Linked DNA regions of Mus musculus: all the other regions are linked to region 3. A link is a contact called in public Hi-C data. All regions are on one chromosome and are shown on one strand. The core of a region is the stretch at or near the end of the contact, and the rest is flanking DNA. Distances in the headings are between cores, read along the strand shown.

Evidence for each region. A called contact is a pair of places that touch in the nucleus more often than the background predicts.
Region 1: a contact with region 3 is called in a Hi-C map of cerebral cortex, with 4 times the contacts expected there. The contact joins two enhancer-like sites. A contact is called at or near these places in 1 of 484 Hi-C or Micro-C datasets (cerebral cortex) and 4 of 115 datasets of contacts at active chromatin or transcription factors (astrocytes, bone marrow-derived dendritic cells, neural progenitor cells and 1 more).
Region 2: a contact with region 3 is called in a Hi-C map of the N1E-115 cell line, with 3 times the contacts expected there. The contact joins two enhancer-like sites. A contact is called at or near these places in 2 of 484 Hi-C or Micro-C datasets (the N1E-115 cell line and cerebellar granule neurons) and 1 of 115 datasets of contacts at active chromatin or transcription factors (astrocytes).

Annotation. Positions count from the first base shown.
Region 1 is chr12:29,367,226-29,370,089 of GRCm38.p6, forward strand. No RefSeq gene overlaps it. Among named protein-coding and RNA genes, the nearest start is that of Gm31650, 71 kb to the right of the region's middle. Within about 2 kb of position 1,301, at least 113 of the 459 cell types and tissues checked have an H3K27ac peak or open chromatin away from gene starts, as enhancers often do. A contact at or near this core is called in cerebral cortex, neural progenitor cells and stem cell-derived neural progenitor cells, where this site is marked.
Region 2 is chr12:29,347,781-29,350,819 of GRCm38.p6, forward strand. No RefSeq gene overlaps it. Among named protein-coding and RNA genes, the nearest start is that of Gm31650, 90 kb to the right of the region's middle. Within about 2 kb of position 1,566, at least 14 of the 459 cell types and tissues checked have an H3K27ac peak or open chromatin away from gene starts, as enhancers often do. A contact at or near this core is called in the N1E-115 cell line, where this site is marked.
Region 3 is chr12:29,882,120-29,884,835 of GRCm38.p6, forward strand. The region is part of intron 18 of Myt1l (myelin transcription factor 1-like); the gene reads left to right. Among named protein-coding and RNA genes, the nearest start is that of Gm46346, 32 kb to the right of the region's middle. Within about 2 kb of position 1,287, at least 80 of the 459 cell types and tissues checked have an H3K27ac peak or open chromatin away from gene starts, as enhancers often do. A contact at or near this core is called in the N1E-115 cell line, cerebral cortex, neural progenitor cells and 1 more, where this site is marked.

The sequences.
Region 1 (2,864 bases), core at 51-2,550, 510 kb before region 3:
TGTCTCTTGATAGGCTCTGCCAGAGCCTGACAAATACAGAGGCGGATGCTCACAGCCATCCATTGGACTGAGCAGGGAGACCCCGATGGAGGAATTAGGGGAAGGACTGAAGGAGCTGAAGGGGTTTGCAGCCCCATAGGAAGAACAACAATATCAACCAGCCAGACCCGCCCCCCCCCAAAAGCTCCCAGGGACTAAACCACCAACCAAGGAGTACACGTGGAGGGACCCATGGCTCCAGTCACATATGTAGCAGAGAATGGCCTTGTCTGGCATCAATGGGAGGAGAGGTCCTTGGTCCTGTGAAGGCTCGCTGCCCCAGTGTAGGGGAATGGCAGGGCGGAGAGGTGGGAGTGGGTGGGTGGATGAACACCCTCATAGAAGCAGGGGGAGGGAGGATGGGAAAGGGGGTTTCCAGAGAGGAAACTGGGAAAGGGGATAACACTTGAAATGCAAATTAAAAAATAATACCCAATTTAAAAAAAGGAAGGAAGAGAAAGAAAGAAGAACGGAAAGAAGGGGAGAAAGGGAGGGAGGGAGGGAGAGAGAGAGAGAGAGAGAGAGAGAGAGAGAGAGAGAGAGAGAGAGAGAGAGAGAGAGAGAGAGAGAGAGAGAGAGAGAGAGAGAGAGAGGTGGGGTCCCTATAGTTGGAAAAGCCAGCTTCTCTCTCAGTTCCATGCCCCTTGTCCCTGGCCTTGGTCCTGCCTGTTCCTGTATCAGCACTGTTGGTTCAGCTTTCAGGCTCTAAGAAGAACCTGAAAGAAAACACCTGGGGAAAGAAAACAGAATTAAACAACTCGAGCGCCCATCAGTCCTTAAGGATCAGTTAAACCATAGCAACTGTGCCCACTCTCAGTCGCTTCTGGTTCCCAGGATGCCTTGGGCTGCTGGGTTGTATTTCTCAGGGATTATTGCTGCTTCCCTGATTCTGATTCTCTGCCTCCCTATGTAGCCCTGGTCCTGTGGCTTGCAGGCTCTGGTTAGTTAACCCGGCTCCTCTGCCAGCTGGATTCGCCCTCCGTGCTCAGAAAATGTCTGCCGGGAAAGCAGGGCCACGGACATGCTCTTTGCTCGCCAGAAAGCTCCTGACTCAGCGTTTTCCCTCTGGTACTAGCAGAGCCCTCCGGGACAAGAAGGGCACGAACGGGGCCAGTGCTGCGTGGTAGCCAGTGACCTGCAGATCTGTTTGCTTCTGTTCCCTTTGGCCTGCAGACTGATGAACAGGGTACAGCCTGCACTCTGAGCCCTTAAAGAGGATGTTGAGTGGGCCTCGGGAACTAGTCACCCAATGGAGATCAAGCTGCCGTTCCCATGGTGATTCCACACTGAGCCCTGTGCCCTGGGAACTCACCTCCTCCCATTCACTGTAACCTCCATTAAGCAGAAACAAAAGATTAATACGGCAGAAGCCATTTAATGAACTCAGAGCTGGCAGCGGCTTTTTTCCAGAGCGGATTCCTGGAACAGCAATGCAGAGGCTTCCCCGCCTCTTCCAGGACAGCAAGGGCGTTCAGCTGTCTGATCTCTCTGGGCTGTCAGACATCCATGCAGCAAATGGGCCCAGGCAATCTCGTGGGTGTGGGGAAGACCCCTTACCTCTTTGTCTTTATTCAGGTCATTCTCTCACCTCACCAGAAAGGGAGGAGAAGAGGGTCTCAGGTACGTGAAGAAAGGATGCAAGCTTCCTCGCCACAGCTCGGGCCAGGGTGGGGGTGGGGTGTTGGTGGGGGTGTCAGGAAGCTAGCGCTGAGAGGAGACTGGAGGCAGCAGTCAGAGTGTCTGGAGACCAAGTGTCTAGACTTGGTTTGTGGGAGCTGCAAGCCTCCTTTGCTGCCCATTGTATCAGAGGTCTGAGCTCACTGAGCTGGTTAGAGAGCCGAGGGGTCACTGCATCCCCCCAGGCCAGGTTTTGTGCACACTGGGGGGTGGGCTCAGTAGAAGGTCTGGACATGCCTTGTCCGTTTCCAAGTTTTCTTCTCCACTGAGATGCAGCCCCTCTGCTTGTGCATGCATCCCTGCCTTTCACCACACCTCCTAATGATACACAGACCCTGGAGCGGGCTTATGTGGGATCTCTTGTTCTTCTAGAAGTTGATGTCAAACCTCAGGCCCATGTTTTGGACAGAAGCTTAAATTTCACAGACCCCTGGGGACACACACAGAGAACCTTCTTTCCAGAACAAAGGGTGGTCTTCTGAGAGCTATTCTCAGTTGTGCATACCACCTGGGCAATGGATAAGCAAGCATTCATTATTGCAAAGGTGAGATTAGATATAACCAGTCCAGTCATGAGAGTGGGAGGTCCCCAGCTCTTACCTAAGGAGTTTCCAGAGCCAATGCCACAAAGATGGCCTTTCTCACAAACCAGGTCCTAGCAACTACCCTGACAATGCAACCTGTGCTGCCTACAGAATTCAGGGATGCCGTGAGCTCTCAGTCTCACTCATCCTCATCCAGGCTACACTTTGGGGTGCAGCATTCACTGGTGCCAGTGTTCCAGTGACCACCCACCCTGTCCCTAATTTTGGCCTAGAAAGCCATCATGACTTGCCAGGCCTTATTTTCCTCCTCTTTAGAAACACTGGCTAACGGGCTGGATGAGAGGGCTGGGCACTGTGGTTGTTTGGTCAAGCTAGTTCTTCTCACACTGAAGACAGATAGTTCCCAAGTGCTGTCCATCAACAACAGCAGAGCTAGGGGTGGTGGTCAGAAACAGAAATGAAGGTGAGGCGGGGAGGAGAGATGGCTGGACACCAGGTTTGTGTCTAGACCTGGTTTGTGGGAGCTGCAAGCCTCCTCTGTGTCCCATTGTACCAGAGGTCTGAGGTCACTGAGGTGATTAGACGGCTGAGGAGAAAGGTCAT
Region 2 (3,039 bases), core at 316-2,815, 530 kb before region 3:
ACTCTAAAAGACTGTCAAAGAACAGCAGGGATGACCATTGGCAGAGAGCCTGATGGTATGCTGAAATCCTGGTGGTTGCCTTGTCTAGAACATGGTCTGCTGAGCCATAGGCCCTGTTTCTACCAGTTCCTTCAGCCGATGTACTTCTTGGTTGACCCCAGAACCATTGGTTCACATCTCTTCATGCCTCCCATTTCTTAGTCTCTTCTTCTTCCTCTTCCTACCCTCCTCCCACCCCTCTTCCTACCTCCTCCTACCCCTCTTCCTCTTCCCACTCTTCCTCCCACCACTCCTCTTCTTCCTACCCTCTTCCCACCCTCCTTCCACTCCTCCTCCTCTTCCCACCCTCCTCCCACTCCTCCTCCTCTTCCCACTCTTCCTCCCACCCCTCCTCCTCTTTACCCTCTTCCTCTGCTTCCTTTTTTTCCTCCTTTTCCTCCTACCTATTGTTTTGAGACAGAGTCACTGTGGCCTCAAACTCATCATCCTCCTGCCTTGGTTTCCCAAGTGCCATGGGGTTCTACCTGCTACCTGATATCAACTGTCCTTTCATAGTTACTGCAAGGCTGGCTGTTGGCTTCTTATGAATAAAATCAGCCCTTCTTTCCAGTACCCTAATTAAAAGTAGGTAACAAGCTCTTGGAGAGCTAAGGCATGCTGGAGTCACTGCACCAATTACTGTGATTTCTCCTACTGTCTCCTCCACTGCCTGACAAGCTGAAGTCACTGACAGCAAACGATTATACCTGAAGATCCAGATACTTGCTCCATGCAGGTGGGGTGGGACAACGTGTGACTTTGACAAAGTCCACTGTCTATCTAGATAAAGAGCTAGCCAGGTCACCCAAGCAGCAAACTGCTAGCATGTGCAGGCGACCTTGGTGCACTCTACCTCCACATCAGACCAGGTTGATTTAGGGACCAGTTGGTGGCAGTACCAGCCAAAAGGAACATATGCAAAATGAATTAGGTGGTTAGTCTGCTCCGAAGACATCCAGGTCCCTCCCAAGTTGGATCAGTGGCCAGAGGAGGTAGCCAAGCAATTCTGAGATAAGGAGTGGGCAGCCAGCTCCCACTAGTAAGCCAGCCGCTCCCTTCTTCAGCAGCTGTGGCTGCCATGTGGCTATTTGTGTCTGTGCCAGGCTTGAGCAGGTTGCAAAGTGGGTCCTGGATAATGTGACTCCAAGGACACTTTCCTGCAGTGACCTCATACTCTCCTTGTGCTCAGGCTCCTTCCATATGGTGCTGTCAGTCTCTCTCTCTCTCTCTCTCTCTCTCTCTCTCTCTCTCTCTCTCTCTCTCTCTCTCTCTCTCTCTCAGAAACACACACACACACATGCACACACACACAACCTTCATATTCATACATGTGTGCAGGCTCTTGGGTTTCATCGTGTGCTGCCATTATGCAGGCTCTATGTGGCCGCTTGCCCATGGAAAGAAGCATTACCTGGCTGCCCCACACGGGACCGAATAGAAATGGCTTTTCATTCCATCCTGACCTTCTCTGGGGAGCCGCAGGGCCTGTGGCTGGCCTGCTCATGTTAGCTAGTTTATCTTCTCTGCTTGGGCAGGCTGGGACAGGAGCCAGGCTGACCCCTTCTGCAAGCAGCCAGACGGCAGGAGTGAGCATTACTCCTCTGCAAGAAGATTCCAAGAAATGGTGCAGCTGGTGTCATTAGCATCCCGGGGCAGAGCTGGCATCCTATCTCTCCTTCCTCCCAGGGTCTGTCCTTAATGGCAGTGAAAAGGAAGAAATGTGTTCATCAAGACACCCAGGGAAAGAAGGCTTGGGAGGAGTGCCCAGCAAGGGCAGTCCCCGGGAAGCTTAGGGGTAAACATGATAAGGTGTGAGCTGGTCTCACTTCCTCAAAATGAACTGGCCCAAGTAAAAGTTCCTGTCCTAATTCATAGTCAAGAAACGCCTCCTGCCCCACTCCCTTTTCTGTCTTGTCTTCATCCCCAGGGGCCTCCTCTCTTTTCTTCATCTGCTGATAGCCCAGGCACTCTGATAAATGATGCCTCACCCTGGGCTTGCTTCTACACTTTAGTGTTAAGTGGACTAATAAGATTATGGGAAGAAAGCTATGGACACCAATTGTTCTATTTCATACAAAGGAATGTCTTATGTACACTCCTGCATAGAGCATACCCCACACTGGTGATAAAGGACTTCTGGGTCCCACTGTGGGAAGTCAAGGGCACCCACATCCTCATTATGGGCCAGGGTTTGCCATATTCCTTCTCTGAGTATATTTCTGCTTTGTATCCCAGAATAGGCCCAGCAGACTCCACAGCTGCTAAATGCTCACGTTCATGCTCACCTTCATAGGTCCTTGCGTGTGGTCAGTGTCTTCCATTCACTTCGAATAGCATGACAGAAAGACCATACCCTCCTGATTTCTTCATCAGACCTCTCTCAGTTCCATGGCCTGTCAGGTGGAGGAAGACTGGAGGTTTCATGGTGGGCACAGCCTGTTGTGATGTCCTTGCTTGGAGTTTGGCACCTATTGTCATTTGACTTGTCTTTAATTGTTCTAATTGTGGATTGGAGAAGACAAGCAGGTCAGTCATTGTCAATATCTGTGAGTTCATTATCTCGGCCACCCCGCACATGTGCCTTGCCCATTCCTGGAGCGGGTGCCTGTGAGCCTGGGCTCTTGGCTAGAGGCCTCAGGCCTTGAGTCCATGAGATAGAAGCCACAGATATACAACACTTCTGTCCACAGGACTCCCTAAGCAATGGCTCCAGCCATTGCCACTGTTTTGTACTGAAAAAGCTTCATTCTGTTTAAGAACACAAGCAACTCTATCTGACGACAGTCACTGCAAGTCAAGTAAACTTCAAGACCTTGATGGTTGCAGGACTTGAACTGCAGAAGACCTGGGTGGGGGTAAGCCCCATCCCGACACTGTTGAGCTTGCCCTAGCCTGAAGCCCTAGGTTTTGTTCCACTGGGCCTATCCTGGCACATAGAGCAGAAGGATACTCAGCAGAGGTAAAGCCTGGTGAGAGTGTCTGCACCAAGGTCCCCACGTG
Region 3 (2,716 bases), core at 37-2,536:
CTCTCCAGGTTATGGTTCTATAAAAAGGGTACCACATGGGGCTGTGTAATGGGGCTTGAGTCCCATTGAGGACAAATTCCTATCACAATTGAGGTGTGCTGGCTACTGTCCCATCTTTTTCTAAATCAGAGTTCTCTGACTTTAAGATTATATATTTCAGTATACTGATAGTCATTTTTTTTTCTATGTTAGAGGACATATCTGATACTCTCTGGGTAGGTGTGGCCAGTGGCTGTTCTTAAAGAGGTTCTGTGTTTTCTTGATGATAAATAGGTAGAAAAACAGAAGGCAGAGTGGCCAGGGGTTTCAGACCCCAGTAAGCAGCAGTTAGCTTCCCTGGCAGCAGAGGACTGTGCCCTGGGATCAGAATGGTCTCTGAGAACTTCTGGATGTCCCCTGAATCTGCATGTCTCTCCAGTTAAGCACTATTTAAGACATTTAAAAATTATTTTTCTGTCATGGTTCTTCAAGACCAGTGTTCACAGCCAGAGAGCAATATGTACCACCAAAAATTATTTTCTTTTATTATCACAAAGACAAGACCAGGTTATAGCAAGAAGACCGGGGTGTTTTGTCTCACAATCTAAGAAGCAGAGAGTATGAAATGAGATTACTTATTCCTCATTTCCTTTCTTACTCATATTCCCATTGTAATGAGAAAAAATATACCGATAAAGCGAAGCACTTTGTTTAACAAACTTTACATCCTTAACTATAAAAGCCTAAAATAACCCCCCTACTGCTGTCCATGGCTGCTGTTAGGAAAGCAAGAAGGGCCATCGAACAGTGTCCTTTAAAACCTCCCCTGGCCTGCCAGAAGCACTTCAGTGTTGACAGCCAAGCCATTGCCTCCCCCTAGGGAGCTGAGGGCCGTTTCCATGGAAACCCAGCCCATCTCTTCTGTGGTTTCAAAAACCCAAGCTGTGCACACAGACTGCCTCTGATTGTCCCACGTGGGCCTCCCTTCCTGGGAAGATGTGCTCCTAGAGGGATGGTTACCAGCGTGACAGGAAAAGTGGATTCCACACACCTCCCCCAGGCCCGGAGTGGAGGAGAGGCCTGAGAGGCAGGGCCCTTTTTTAGAGGAATCTTCATCTCCTCACTTGAGGCTGCAGAAAATTGTGGTTTTGAATATTGAAATTTCTTAAGGCTGGGAAATTTTATATGTAAATCTATGAGTTTAAGAAAGCCTTAAAGTCTTGAATAGTCAGATAGGAATAAATGCCTGGGAGGGCAGGTGAAGCAGCCCCAGCTCCCTCTCTCGGCCCAAAGGTGCCACCTGCTGGTAGAGAGTGGCAGGCAGCAAGCGCTTCAGCAGTTAGGAGCTCAAACAGTGCAGGGGGAGAGGAGCAATCAGTGGGCCTGCCCTTCTCTGCTCCTCTCAGAGAGGCTCTCTAGCCCCACAGCTACCGTCCTGGCTGTGAGCAGGCCCACAGCCTCATGGCTAACAGGTGGTCTCACCTGGCCGAGTTCCTGAAAGCAAACCTTCTGCAAAACAATGACAACCCTGAAAGTGAGAAAATTATTTTTTTCTTTTGTGGTAGGAAGAGTGCATCTTGAACCTCTTTCTTACTAGGTGACAAATTATACCTTTGTAAAGGACAGCCTAACACGTAGAACTTGCTGCAAAGGTTTTGTAGGTGGGGGTAGGAGGAGCCAATTATCGTTGTTCTTTCTTGGATATAAGACCTCATTTTCATTTGAGCTTACTCTTGTTAAAGGAATAAACTCTCAATTAACTTTCACTAGGTTTTAAATTAGGAAGAGCTTTAAAATCTCCCTACAGTAGAAAATAAGGCCGAGTGTAGGTCATTGGTGAGTAGGAAACACAGAGTCTCTTGAAACACCTCCAACCAGAACTGTTATTCCTTTCAGTATCTCTCAGGATGGTTTCTCTCAGGTGAGTGCCTCAGCATTGGCAAAATCAACCACTGAACAAGCCTACTGAATCACTTCTCAGGAAATATTCTCTTAGCTATTGAGTGACAGGCCTTATCATCACACAGGACGTGAAGGCTAACACAGTTAATCTGTTCAAACCCAGTCCCCAGTCAGGGATAGAGCTGTTATTGACAAGTAGGTTTCATTCAAACAATCTCAGCCTTATTCTGTAGCCAATGGCTATTTCAAAGGTCCACCTCCTCCTGCGTGGACCTGAGCACTCCACAGACACCTCCACTGCCCTGACATTCAGGTGGCTTTGCTCCTCCCCTAACACAGGCCATAAATTAAACTCTACCCTTACATGTGGTGTGGAAGATATTGACCTCTATCCCTGAGACCGAGATGCACATTCCCTTTCATGGGGCCAGAGGGAAATTAGAAAATTTCTAAACCCTGAAACTTGCTTATGCATCCAAGTGTGGCAATCTGCCATTCGCACATTTGAAACTGGTCCAGTTCCTGTGTGCCCACCTGCTCCTTGGCACTGTGTCATCCAGTCTGGAGAAAGCACATCTGTGAGTGACTAGTCTGCCAGCCACAGTGTACCAGGCTTGTGGGCTAGCCTCATTTTTGTGCACGGGTAGCCTTCCAGTCTCACCTCTATACTTAGCTAACGTGCTAGCCCACCCTCAGCATTGCTAAGCAGAACCATGCTAAACAGAGGGAAACTAAGGCCTTGGGGAGCATCTGCGGACTGTCCTCAGTGTGTGGCTTTGTTCTTGACCTGGGTTCAGGCTTTCCCTGGGTCTGCACAAGTGCACAGAGCATGGTC